Regions from separate parts of the Triticum aestivum genome. Here region 1 is linked to region 2. Evidence: chromatin contacts called from public Hi-C data. All regions are on one chromosome and are shown on one strand. The core of a region is the stretch at or near the end of the contact, and the rest is flanking DNA. Distances in the headings are between cores, read along the strand shown. Region 1 holds the start of LOC123054214 (cis-zeatin O-glucosyltransferase 2). Region 2 holds the start of LOC123049760.

Region 1 (6,487 bases), core at 685-3,184, 360 kb after region 2:
AAACAAGACTAATATTGAACATATGTTTAGAAATTATTTTTTAGACAACTAACCTTCAAACTTGTTTCGCACTATTTTTTTAATTCCATGCAAAAAATTTAATATTGGTCAGATAAAGAAGTAACCAACTACCAACATTATCAAACTATCAATGCATGGCATCGGATCCTCAACCAAAATCAACGGCTCTCGCATGCACGGGACGTCCCGTACAAGGGAGAATTGCTTTTCTCTTGTTTTTATGTACTTTCTCCGTTTTTATTCTCTCGTGAGCTATGCCTTAAATCAGATTTTCTAAATTTTGACTAAGTGTATACAAAAAAAAAAGGTCCGTCTATGTCACATCTATATATAAGATAATACCTCATATCTAAGTATGATGCCAGCGCCACCTAATTTTTATTTATTATTTGTCCTTTTTTTTGATTTTAATTTGTCAAAGCCCAAAACTAAAAACCAGCCCGCCCTGCGTCCACCTTGGTGGACGGCCTATATGAAAATTTGGTCACTAGCTCCCTTAAAAAAATCGGTTAGCTTTTGCGTCTGATCGTTATACATTTACAAGTACATCTCTCGTCGCTAGCTTCTAGGCTACCAACGATTTTTTTTTTGCCTTTTGGTTTTCGCGTTTTTCACTCTAATATTTTATAATTATTTTTTATTAAGGAACAAAGTTTGGTCAAAAACATATTTATAAAAATGTTCATGAATTTACATAATTTTTTCAAATTATAAAAATGTTAACAAATACCAAAAATGTTCTAATATACGGTGAACAATCTTTTAATATATGATGATCATTTTCTGAATAGATTCTACTTTTTTGCAATATACAGTGAACATTTTTCTTTGATACACAATGAGCTTTCCCTTTTTATATACGATGAACTAAAAGCGAACTTTTCTATATAGGTCTATTCGACTACTATCGTCAAAACAAAAGACTTACAACACAAAAACCATGTGAAACGGCGAGATGAAGCTACTCCTAACTGAAAATTTCAAATGGTCGCTCGTGTGAGACAATTTTGACAAACTCGTCTATGATATCACCAAACATAAGCGCAAAATGGAAGATTTACGGTCAACGAAACTAGAAGTCGACCGCACGGATAAAGTCACCACATCGATGTGCATCTTTTTTGTATAGAGTTGATCTCAAATCGAAGCATTATTGTTTAAATTAGAATGTATTAGATGAAGAAGATTAAGTAGGCGAGCACAACACAAGGAAAAATATCTAGTGCTACCAAGTTTTAGGTGCTACCATGATACAAGCATCTCGGCCGTTGGATTCTCAGATCTGATGGCTCTCAATAACTCTGCAATATTTGCAAAAACACCTACGAGGAGTCCAAAAATTGTGCATCAGTCCAGCAGATTCAACAACTCCCGGATGCCGTCCAATCTAAGAATCCGACGGCCCAGATGCCCATATCACGGTAGTATTTAAGCCTCGGTAGCACCGGATACTCTCCCCACAACACAAGCACGTGCAAACCTTCCAGCACGGTCAGAGCCACTAAGATGCATTAGGTGGAGCTTTTTTACACTCGCTCGGCCCTGACTCGATAGAAACGGTCGATTCAGCCGTTCCACAAAAGGCATGATGATTGAAGATGCTTTAACAAGGTTTATATGCATACCCGGCAATGCTCACATGCTACAGAACGGACCAAATTTGATCCCGGAGGCCGGTCGAGGGACCCGTACTTTTCTCCCGGCGCCGATAAGATTTGGGAGCGAGTGCAGTGGGCATGGGCGGCAGCGTTTCTCAAGGAGCGGCGGCGATTGGCATGGGTGCCACCTCTCAATGACAGAGGCGCTGTGAGGTGCGGGTGCTATGGGTGGCCCACTTCCGACCGCACCCACGTACGTACATCTACAGAATGACTAACCGGCAGTCACGTGCTACACGACCCTACAAATGTGCAGTTTGCACGGTCGCCTGTGGCATGTACTTAGTACCTGTAAAAGAGTTGTAACTCTAGCAGTCCAGCACGCGATCAGACGGTGAGCGGTTCCCTCCCCGAGTACTATGGCTCCGGCGGCAATGGAGGTCGCGCCAGCGCCCGTGGCCGTCGTGGCCGTGCCGTTCCCCGCGCAGGGGCACCTCAACCAGATGCTGCACCTGTCGCTGCTGCTCGCGTCCCGGGGCCTGGACGTGCACTACGCGGCGCCCGCGCCGCACGTCCGCCAGGCGCGCGCGCGCGTGCAGGGCTGGGACGCGCGCGCCGTCCGCTCGCTCCACTTCGCCACCCTCGACATCCCGCCCTACGCCACGCCGCCGCCCGACCCCGACAGCCCCGTCGCGTTCCCGGGCCACCTGCAGCCGCTCTTCGACGCGTTCTGCGACCACGCCGGGGCCCCGCTCCGGCGCCTCCTCGAGGAGCTCGCCGCCTCGCACCACCGCGTCGTCGTCGTGCACGACAACCTCGTGGCCTTCCCCGCGTCGGAGGCGTCGCGGCTGCCCAACGGCGATGCGTACGCGCTCCAGTGCGTGGGGCAGTCGTTCGGCGCCGGGTTCAAGAACCCCAGCCACCGCCTGGTGCGCGCGCTCGGTCTGCCCGTCCCGTCACCCGAGTCCTTCCTCACCGAGGAGTTCATGGAGCTCGTGGCGCGGCAGGGCGGGCTCAGCGTGCCCGGCGCCGGGCTGCTCCTCAACTCGTGCCGCGCGCTGGAGGGAGAGTTCATCGACGCGCAAGCCGAGACCCTGTCCCTCGACGGCAAGAAGCTATTCTCCATCGGCCCGTTAAACCCAGTGCTGGAGCTGGACGTGACCACGCCCGCGCCGTCGGTGCAGCCGCAGCCGCAGCCGCGCCACGAGTGCATGGACTGGCTTGACAAGCAGCCGACGTCATCGGTACTTTACCTATGCTTTGGTACAATGACCTCGCTGCCTGGCAAGCAGATCGAGGAGCTGGCGGGCGCGCTGCAGAGCTGCGAGCATCGGTTCATCTGGGTGCTGCGCGACGCCGACCGCGCCGACATCTTCGCGGAGGCCGGCGAGAGCCGGCACGCCAAGCTGATGTCCGAGTTCACAAGGCGGACCGAAGGGAGGGGGCTGGTGATTACCGGGTGGGCGCCGCAGCTGGAGATCCTGGCGCACGGCGCCACGGCGGCGTTCGTGAGCCACTGCGGCTGGAACTCGCTCCTGGAAGGCCTGAGCCACGGGAAGCCGATTCTCGCGTGGCCCATGCACTCCGACCAGCCGTGGAACGCGGGGTACGTGTGCGGCCACCTCAAGGCCGGGATCGTCATGAGGCCGTGGGAGAAGAGCCGGGAGACGCTGCCGGCCAAGGAGATCCAAGAGGTCATCAAGAGGGCGATAGACTCCGACGAAGGCATCGCCGCGCAGAGTGCGGCGAAGGCGCTCGCCGAGGACGTTCGTGCCGCCGTGGCGAACGGTGGCTCGTCGTGGGCGGACATGGAGGAGTTCGTCGGTCGCATCACAAAGTGAAGGCAGGATTGGCGTCAATAAACACTGAATGCTCGATCTTGCAGCGTCAATCAGAGCAGTGCACGTGTGTGATTTGTAGTGTCTCTAGTGTCACGTTCGTAGATTTGTTTCCTGTGTTTTTCGTTCGTTCCGTTCGGAACTTCGGACTCACGAACAGCACTCTGAAGTCCATCCGTGGTCCTAGCATGCCGTCTGAAAGGACAAATTGTGCCTATATGGTTCTACAAAATCTGTAAAATCGCACAAATAAATTATGTATGGAGCATATGCATGCAAACTTTGGTTTAAGAGATATGACCATTCGATTCGAAAAATATGTGTACAGCTCGAAATATTCATATTTGCAAACAAATCCGCACGTAGTAAATCTTAACCCCGTGACCTCTTTTTTTGCAGGAACGCCACGACACTTGAACCGGAGAGTCCCTTGTAATGTGATTTGTGGCCTACTCGTCAAATGTTGCACGTTCCATCACACGCCATTTCCTCTGTAAGTTTATCTACTGGTTATTCTTTTGTGTTGTTATTTTCATGATGTGAGACTCATCAGAAGCATAGACATAGTTGAAGAGCACACGCTTTCATGTGTAGACTGCTGACACTAGCTTTGGCCCAATAATGATTTGACCAAACAAACTTCACATGCAATTGATGTTGCTATAGTATGCATGTTTCACTTTGTCTTCATGTTGATGGGTTCGATACTCATGAGCGGCAGGAGAGCAATTGGACATTTCTCTTCCAAGAACAAGCAAATTGTTGCTGGTCGTTCTCATTAGGATTGGAAAAAGGGAGGATAATCACAAGATGAAATTTTCCACCACTAGCCAATACTCCCATCACCTACTACTGCTCATGGTATGGGCCACCATCCATAATCTGAAATCCTCAAAAGCGATGGAAGCAACCGCGCCAAAAGAGTTCGACTTAGCCTCAAAGACTCCCGCGTTACGCTCCAGCCACAATTTTCTTATCCCTACAATGATAAGTGGTCTCTTCGATACAATTCCTCGGGATCCTCGATTCAATGGAGCACCACCAACCTCTAACTCAATCTTCGTTATGACATGTCTCTCGCAAACGAGCATTGCATCAGAAGATGATCAATTGTTCTTGCTCTTGGTCACACAACGAACATTGGGTACAACGAACATTGGGTGCATCAAGGAAGCCTGCTACGCTCTGTTGGATTCTACTAGGGTGCCTCGACTGCAAATTAAAAATTTCCTACGCGCAGAACAAACAAGAACATGCTACGGGAGGTGGATCACAGATCGTTATCACTAGACGCGCAGTGCCGTGCAGCGGAAGTAGAGTTGGGGTAGCGCGTCCTGAGTCGTCTCCTCCTCGTCCGCTCTCCCACGTAGCCGATCGGATCCCACGAACAGGTTCGCCGGAGCGGCGCAGGTGCACCGCCTCTAACGGTATCCGCGCGTGCAGGAGGAACGTCGTGCGGCGGACTGCTAGGTCCGATCACACAACCGGCGGCGAGTGGAGGTGGCTATTCGCAACACATGCAAAGCCCTAGTGACGGCGCTGAAGCGATCAACCGCATGAGTGTGCTGCACCCCTACTTTATATAGGCGTCCATTGCGGGCTCAACACTTGGGCCTCGCACAGACCCTAAAGCCCAAAGTCTGTTCGGCCTGGATCTGAGTCCGAGTAGGATCACTTCTGACTCGTGGAGTCGGACTTGGCCTCACAGGTTCCTTCCCTTAAGCGCGCGACCCCTTAGGTTCAAGTCAGCTGGGTCGCAGGTCGGATCACCTCCGACCTGCTCGGTTGGTAGCGACCTCTAGCAAGGCGTGCCGACCACCAAGTAGACAATGAAGCCGGTTGGCAAACCTGTACAACATCACACTTCTGTTCCCTTTGCCACACGATATATGTTGTCGGGCTCAAGGCAAGTCTGTCATCCTTGTGGTAGCCCGACCTCTTTCTCGTTCCAGTGATGCCGACCACTAACCGGATTATCTCATAATCCCTGTTGCATGGTCATGCTTATCTTGGTCGAATCACACGAGGGCCCCAGAGTATATCTCTCCTGGTCGAAGGGGCAAATCTCATCTTGCTCGACCATGTCTCACGGCATGGGTCTGGACAAGACCGAAACCTACCTTTGTAACTACCTAGTCACAGAGTAGCGTTTGGTCGACCCAAAGCAGGTCTGTCACCATCGCGAGTGCATGCGCCTAGGTCTTAGGACATAGAACGTATGTTGTACTAGAGACTCACAGATGACATATCGCCGCGTCTCATAGTCAGGTCTGTCCGACTCGGACCTTATCTCGACTGGATCCGACTATGTCAGATCCGACCAGATCCTTCTGAGTCCATATTATACGGTTAGCATCCAATGCTTCATGGCTAGTGAGACCGAGCCATCCACCGTGTCATATGCTAGTCTAGTCGATTGCGCGTCCACACAACCCTTTCGACTAGGGACCTTTTAGGACAGTCATCATACAATGTATAGTCCCACAAACAAGTCACGTACTTGCTGATACACATCATTGATAACGTCCAAGGACTATCTTTATTCATAAACACATAGAAAATATCATCATACATGATTGCCTCTAGGGCATATCTCCAACACGCTCCAGGCGATCTGTATTCCAACATTTGTCTCTCTCATTGCTAACCAAATGAATAACTTCTCCTTTAAAGGTGTCTTGTTCTTCCATAACAGCTTAGCATATTCCCCTTCTCAGATCCAAGAAAGATGATAGAAGAAGCAAAGCTAGTAGAGTACTAACCATTCACCGAGAACCTCCACACGAAGCAATCCTCATCAGTAGAGTCGGAGTATCACGAATTACTCCCCACGGTTCAAGAAATTCCGCTAAAGCCCGCGTCAAGGGTGTTCCTGGAATATCCTTAATACATTCGTCATTATCAAGCCCTTCTACCACAGTCTGACGCGTTGCCCCTCGAGCCTTAATGAAGGTAAACAAATTTGATGCAATGTCAACAGAGCTTCTGCAATCTAACCATCGATCGTGCCAGAAACTGATGCCACCCCTT
Region 2 (6,274 bases), core at 2,420-4,919:
CTCGGGTTTCCCTCGGCGGAAGTCCTCCGCCGCCACTACGACATCGAAATAGCCTTGCAGGCCAACAGCTTTTATGCCTTCTTCCAGGTTCATTTTTGGGCGAGAAGCCGTTACTGCTATTGGAATGTCAGAATCCACAAGGGCGTTCAAGAAGTCAAGAACACCTGGTCGCAGCTGGTAGAAAGTGCCTCGGAGTTTCTGATATATTACCTCCTTGCGTGCTGCTAACCTTTCAATTTCTTTTGCATCTTTCGACCAACTTAAGACTTCTGAGATAGCCTGATCAGTTCTCATTCCCTCAATTTCCTTCAGCATTTCATCCGGAGGAAAAGACTTTGCCTCTTCAAGTGATAGTACGTACCACACTCGGGGCTCCAGGTCAGGATCATCATCTTCCACAACAACTCCCTCCCACTCCAAGATCACACCAAACCGGTTACTAGGCACAGTTCCTTGCTTCTGCTGTTTCTTCTTTCTTACTGGTTTCTGACTGGCGTACAGACAGCTAAGGCTTTCAGGGAGCCTATAAACTAATTTGTAGAACACATTGTCTTCCTCGTGGGCTTGGTGGTTCCTCTTGAAGTCAGTTGCATGGGGCTTCAGAAGTGCCATCTTCAGCCTCATGCTCTTACCCCCAGATTTTGCGGTTGAATGCATGTTCAGTTTGGCATTTGAGTTACTTGGCCAGCATTTTCTGTAGAGTTTGTGAATGAGCTGGTGGGAACTGTCAAGTAGGCTGATGGATGAGATCATTGCTTCGAGGTCCTGTATACTTTCACTGAAACAGTCAAGCGCTTCACAGCAAGATCGATTCAGCTCAAGCGCGACTGGTCAACGAGAAGCATAGCTGAACACTTCACCTGTGCTAAGAACCAATCAAACGGTAATATAAGCACACGATGCACAAGTATATTAAACAGAGCAGAAAACTGTGCGTGCTGTGTATAATCCCTCAACATGAACAGTTAGCTTCAGTTGGGTTTTAGTACTCCAGTATGTCGTCTGAAGAAAAAGGGGACATGTTTTTGTTCCATTATTTCGTTCACTAGATTAGTGTTCACCATTGATTTGTAAATCTAGTCCATTCGAGCACTGTGAGGACAGAGCAATCCAAGCTGCTATTACTAATTTATAGAGATGTATAAGAAATAAACTAAAAGCAGAGCCCCTGTTTTGGGCAGCATATTAACCAAAACATGGAGTAAAAGTTATGTAGCCGTAAAAGACCACTTGAGGACTGACTTCACGCGTCTTTTGCTAAAACAGATCCTTCTACGCTTCTACGCAATCTTAATGTTCGTGCAAGGGGAAACATACACTTCAGCATAAAAGGAGGCACACATTGGAACAGAGCTGCTCAGCCTATGAACCGAGAGACTCCATAAAATGGTAATGACACTTCTCCTAGCAAACATACTCACCACACGATTATGTGGTGATACATTCAATCCGGCTAAAGCACCAAACGGCCAAATGCGAATCGTTCTTGAACACAGACTCAACAGCACATAGCACAAAGACAGAATGTATGCTCCAGTGTCTCTTAGCACAAGCGAAAGGCTACGAATCCGCGGGGGGGGGGGGGGGGGGGGGGGGGGGGGGGGGGGGGGGTCTTGCTTACCCGGGGAAGAAGAGGAGGAGGCGGAGGTCGGAGGGGGAGCTGCAGAGAGCATCGGCGGGAGTGGGGAGGGAGTAGAGGAGGCGCCCCCGCTCGGTCCCCGGCGCTTCTTCCCTTGGATGGTGGAGATGGCCTCCATCCGGATAGGCAATAATGCGGCCGGCTGCCTTGTCGATTGGCCCTCGCGGTCGCGGCGGCCGCTCCGTGTCCATGGCAGCTGGGACACGAGGGGCGAGGGGCCGCTTGTCAGCCTGTGCGTCGGCCGCGTGGGGCGGGGGCCGGGAAGTCAGTTTTGTGCTCGAGAGCCGAGCAGACGGCGCTCCGCTATGGGCCGCAGTCGCTTCGTTTTCTTGGGCAGCATGCGCGCGTCTGTCAGCCCATGAAAAGAAGCGCCGTCAGACACGGGTTGGTCCGGTTCCATTTAATCCGGCCGGCCATTTTCCAGAGAGCATTTAAGAACAACTCTGCTATACGTACGATGAATTCTCATCCCACACTCATACGATTAAAGACAGCCCAAGACAATTCAGTTTGTGAGCCACAACATGCAACAAGTTTTACCGTCTGATCGTACATGTGTCCGACCAAAATGTACCGTATGCAGAGCAATTTCGATTTAAGAACGGGCGGTTTACAAGCTCCGCCCCTTGCTTTTCTTCCAAAAGAAAAACACCAAATCAGATTTTGACGGGATTCCATTTTTTTTATGGTACACTTTTTGGGCAGTTTGTTTTATTTCTTTCCCATCTCGCAAGGCAACCATGGCAAAGTTTTTTCCCCTCGCTGTTCGTCGGTGAGCCCGTGGATTCAACTGCGTTATGTCCGCCGCTTCGATGGCCAGTGGTGGAGAGGGGGATCCTGATGCCTCGGCTCCATCTAGTAGATAGGTTAGGGTATTTATTTCTCATAGCGGTGGCGCCCGGGCGGATGACGATGCTTCTTCTTCGCATCAGTCTTCCAGATTTCAATCCTTCTCAAGTTCATTCATTGGGATGGATTAGACAGAGCTCTGGCATAGATTCCTCACAAATCCTCAGGGCATCGAGGTTAGGGTTTCTCGTCATGCGTACATGACAATGAGACTTGATGTCAAGTTCTTTAGATACACTCAAGGGTTCAACAACGACGACTGTAGCTCTAGGCGCTGGTCAGGTCAACTCCGGTAGGGGAGCAGCGGCACCATTGCGTCGGCGGCTTGTTCTAGCGGCGGTAGAGGTCGTCCATTGGTATAGGGACCATGTAATTTTAATTATATCTGGTGTGCTTTGTACTTTTGGTGAACTTTATGATAGAGGTGGAAGAGGAAAGATCAAGCTGTCGATGACTTGTGAGTTCAGTTCTTCCTTGGAGCTCAAACCCAATGGCGCAAGTTCTAGAGATATGACACCCACCGAAGCAATCTCCCCGTTTTGGGAGGATCTTGCTTTGGTGTTCGTTGGGCGGCCTACGGTGTCCTACCGTTGTATCTTTTGGTCAAAAGGCGACACCATGGAGCTCCGATGTCCCTCAACGATGCCTCCTTTCCTTCCTCCCGACCTTTGAGCTAAAAGGGATGCAATTTGGCCTTAGCTTTGCGTCTACAACTCCTTCCTCGCAAAATCCTCTCACGGTGGGGCTATGGTCAACCTTTTTGTCCCAAGTGGTTTCGTCCCCAATGATGATGGATTCTAGGCTATGTCGAAGCATGTTGCAAGGATTAAATTGCGATTTAGTTTTCGAGGCCTCTTTTGTAAAATGCACGGGCTAATTTATAATTTTTCTTTTCTATTAGGTCCTTGTACCATCTCAAATACTAAAAAAAAAGTGTGACATTTTTTAAAGATTTAATTTCGAACATAAATTAACCAATAATACATACGCCATTTAACTTCAGAATTATTGTACTGTTGATTAAAAAAATCAAATATTAATCTAATGATAAGATTTTTGTAATGCCTTCTTTCTTAGGGTCAAAGAAAAAAATGTTATCTATTGCAGCCTGGGTCTTTCGAGAATCGAGACCCTTTCCCTAGCTAAAGGTAAATGATTTCTACTTTTCGCAGTCATTAATTTAGAAATGCTTGACTGGAACTGCACGCTTCCTCTGTTCGGGAATATCAATCGTCTCTGAACACACCATCAACTAGCACATCGATTGCTTATCTCGCCTTCAAACTTCCGGTGTTCAACCATTTGCCTCCCACGCGCACGCGGGATGGCAGCTCACGCCACCGCCGCCGCCGCCTCGCCTCTTCCGCCGCCATCGGAGTCGACGGCTGCCTTCGATACGAAGCCGCCACCTAGTCCGCCGCCGCCGCCGCCGCTTTCGGCCGACGCGCCGCCAAAGAAGCGGAAGCTGGAGGAGCTGGGGTTTCACGACTCGCCCTACTACAGGATCAGAGAAGCCGTCGCCAGCCTCCGCGGCCGCTTCCTTCAGGTTCGCACACCAAACCCTTAATCTCTCCGCGCACTCCGTTCAGTCTTGGTAACTGCAGCAACTTGCATAATCGTGCTATTTGTTGGGGTTTTTTACCAGACGTTTTTTTTTTGAGTAATGCTTCAGGCTAGAATGCTGGTAGTAATGCTATGCTTGCTAGTGTAGTTGTTGGAAATTGGATTAGCGACTGAATGGGAAATTTCCAAGGTTCAGTGCTGGGCTCATGCTAGTTTCAGTTGAAATGTATGATGTTGGAGCTCAGAAAGACGGAGAAAAGGGCATACATCTGCAAAATAGAGATTGGAGCCCAGAAAGACGGCGGTGACCACTATAGCTTGTGTCTTCGGACTACACAATTGTTCTGTGCAATCGTGTACTGCCATTGCTGATATTGGATTAGAACTTCTGCTAATTTGACATACCCTCGCCTGCTGTTTACTTGTCAATTGTCGTATGATTTGTACTGGTGAAAACAGGAAGCCACTCTGAAATGGTACATTTGTTTTGTTGAAGGTTTGCCAAGCTACTGATTCCCAGAAGAAAGATGCTGCTCTTGAGATCCTGAAAGGTAAATGTTCAGTTCCTATTGTTGTCAGAGCTTACAGAGATGTGTTCAACTTCCCTGATGTACTGTGTATGTTTTGGGTCCGAGTATGTTTTTTTAGGTGAGTCTGGGTATGTTTTTGGTCAGGTTCATATAGTTTAGGATATCGAACCATTTCCTCTATAATTCAATGTTTTATTTATAGAAGCACAATGTTCTGTGTACATACCATTATGATTGCAATCTAAAATTTTATATCAGTGTGTTACATCTCTTTAACATATAAACACATTGATATGTTACATTTCATAGCCCTGCACTTGATAAACGTCTATTGTTTTTTGTAACATAGCTAATGTATCATGCCGGGCTTGAAACCTAAGATCATAATGTATTTGTCAGGATTCTTATTACCCATCAGAAGTTATATGAAATATACATATACACACTATTCACAGAAGCACTATGAATCTGAATATGTTTACTTCTTTCTGGAAAGCCACTTAAATCGTGCTCTCTGTTTTGGTTTAGAAATTTCTGATGATTAAGTATGGCTTAATGCTTATACCTGACGATTTAAAGGGTCTTCTGAACGTATGGGCTCTTTATCATGGATATGCATGCATGTATTGAAGATAAATAAGGCTAATTAGTCTGCCACTGTACATTTTGTGTTGCAGAGATAAAAGTTGTCATGGAATTATCCAAGAAAATGCGGCTTGATATCTCTGCTGCTGCTGAGCCTGTTAAACCATCGGACATACCTGCAGTTAGAGATGTCAAGATCAAGCCCGCAGGAAAAGTTCCATCTGGAGGGAAGAATCAAGTGCCCCAGATAGGCCAGGATACAGGCGAGAAGGTACCACTCAAGCCTGTAAGCTCGCAGACTGCTTCCGTGGGGATTCATCGAGAAGCCAATCCAAATGAGACGGCAAACCATGGCAATCAACTGCTGGGCGGGCGCTTACAAGGGTCTTATGTCGTTGGTGGATCTCCCATGGGCTGGAATTTTCTCATGTGGCCTGGAGGCAAAGCAGTCTACTATGGCTTGACCAAAGCAGAGTGGTTGGCACGTCAAGCTGCAGAGTGAAATCTCACTTCCACTCTGCAGTCTAACATGTAGTTCACGCTGAAATATTCAGAGATAACCTAGTTGTTGCTAGTAGCCCGCTGTGATATAGTAAATGGATAGTACATCAGACTAGACATATGAGTTCTTGGCACCTGAGGTCCTGGACATGGCGAGAGTATCATCAGTGAGCATCATTTTGGAAAGCTTTTGGCTGAATCTACAGCGCGGTGACTATTCACTAGTAGGCATACCGTGATTTTTCTTGTATTTTGAACCGGTCAAGGCCGCTGCTCTTGTCATGATTTGCGATTCAGGAATGGGTACAGCAGGAAGTAGCTTAAGCACATTGGGATGATCGATGCATTTTCTTCTTTAAGCAAGTCCAAAAGCATATGACGTCGTGTTTCTGTGAATTGTGATGGACTCGACTGGTTTTGCAAAGGGTTGTAACATGTGCTGTGAAATGAGACGATACCGGGAATGATATTCAGGGTGCACCTCTTTTATCTCGAGCAATGTTTTGAATTTTGATTTGAAATTGTGCGGCAACAAACATTGATGTTGTGTGAATGTGCCCAATGTTTTTCACATTTTTTGAAACATTTTAAAATGTGCTACAGAAAT

Evidence for each region. A called contact is a pair of places that touch in the nucleus more often than the background predicts.
Region 1: a Hi-C map of leaf shows a contact between it and region 2, with 5 times the contacts expected there. The contact joins the promoter of LOC123054214 here to the promoter of LOC123049760 in region 2. A contact is called at or near these places in 2 of 5 Hi-C or Micro-C datasets (both in leaf) and 1 of 1 datasets of contacts at active chromatin or transcription factors (leaf).

Annotation. Positions count from the first base shown.
Region 1 is chr2D:525,064,548-525,071,034 of IWGSC CS RefSeq v2.1, forward strand. It overlaps LOC123054214 (cis-zeatin O-glucosyltransferase 2), which reads left to right and starts at 1,935. Exons shown (of 1, transcript XM_044477932.1): 1 at 1,935-3,774. The coding sequence starts at 2,039. The coding sequence ends at 3,460.
Region 2 is chr2D:524,702,172-524,708,445 of IWGSC CS RefSeq v2.1, forward strand. LOC123049760 reads left to right here and starts at 3,670. Exons shown (of 3, transcript XM_044472640.1): 1 at 3,670-4,034; 2 at 4,548-4,602; 3 at 5,259-6,026. The coding sequence starts at 3,813. The coding sequence ends at 5,668. LOC123054210 (5-amino-6-(5-phospho-D-ribitylamino)uracil phosphatase, chloroplastic) reads right to left here and starts at 1,864. Exons shown (of 2, transcript XM_044477928.1): 1 at 1,622-1,864; 2 at 1-860. The coding sequence starts at 753.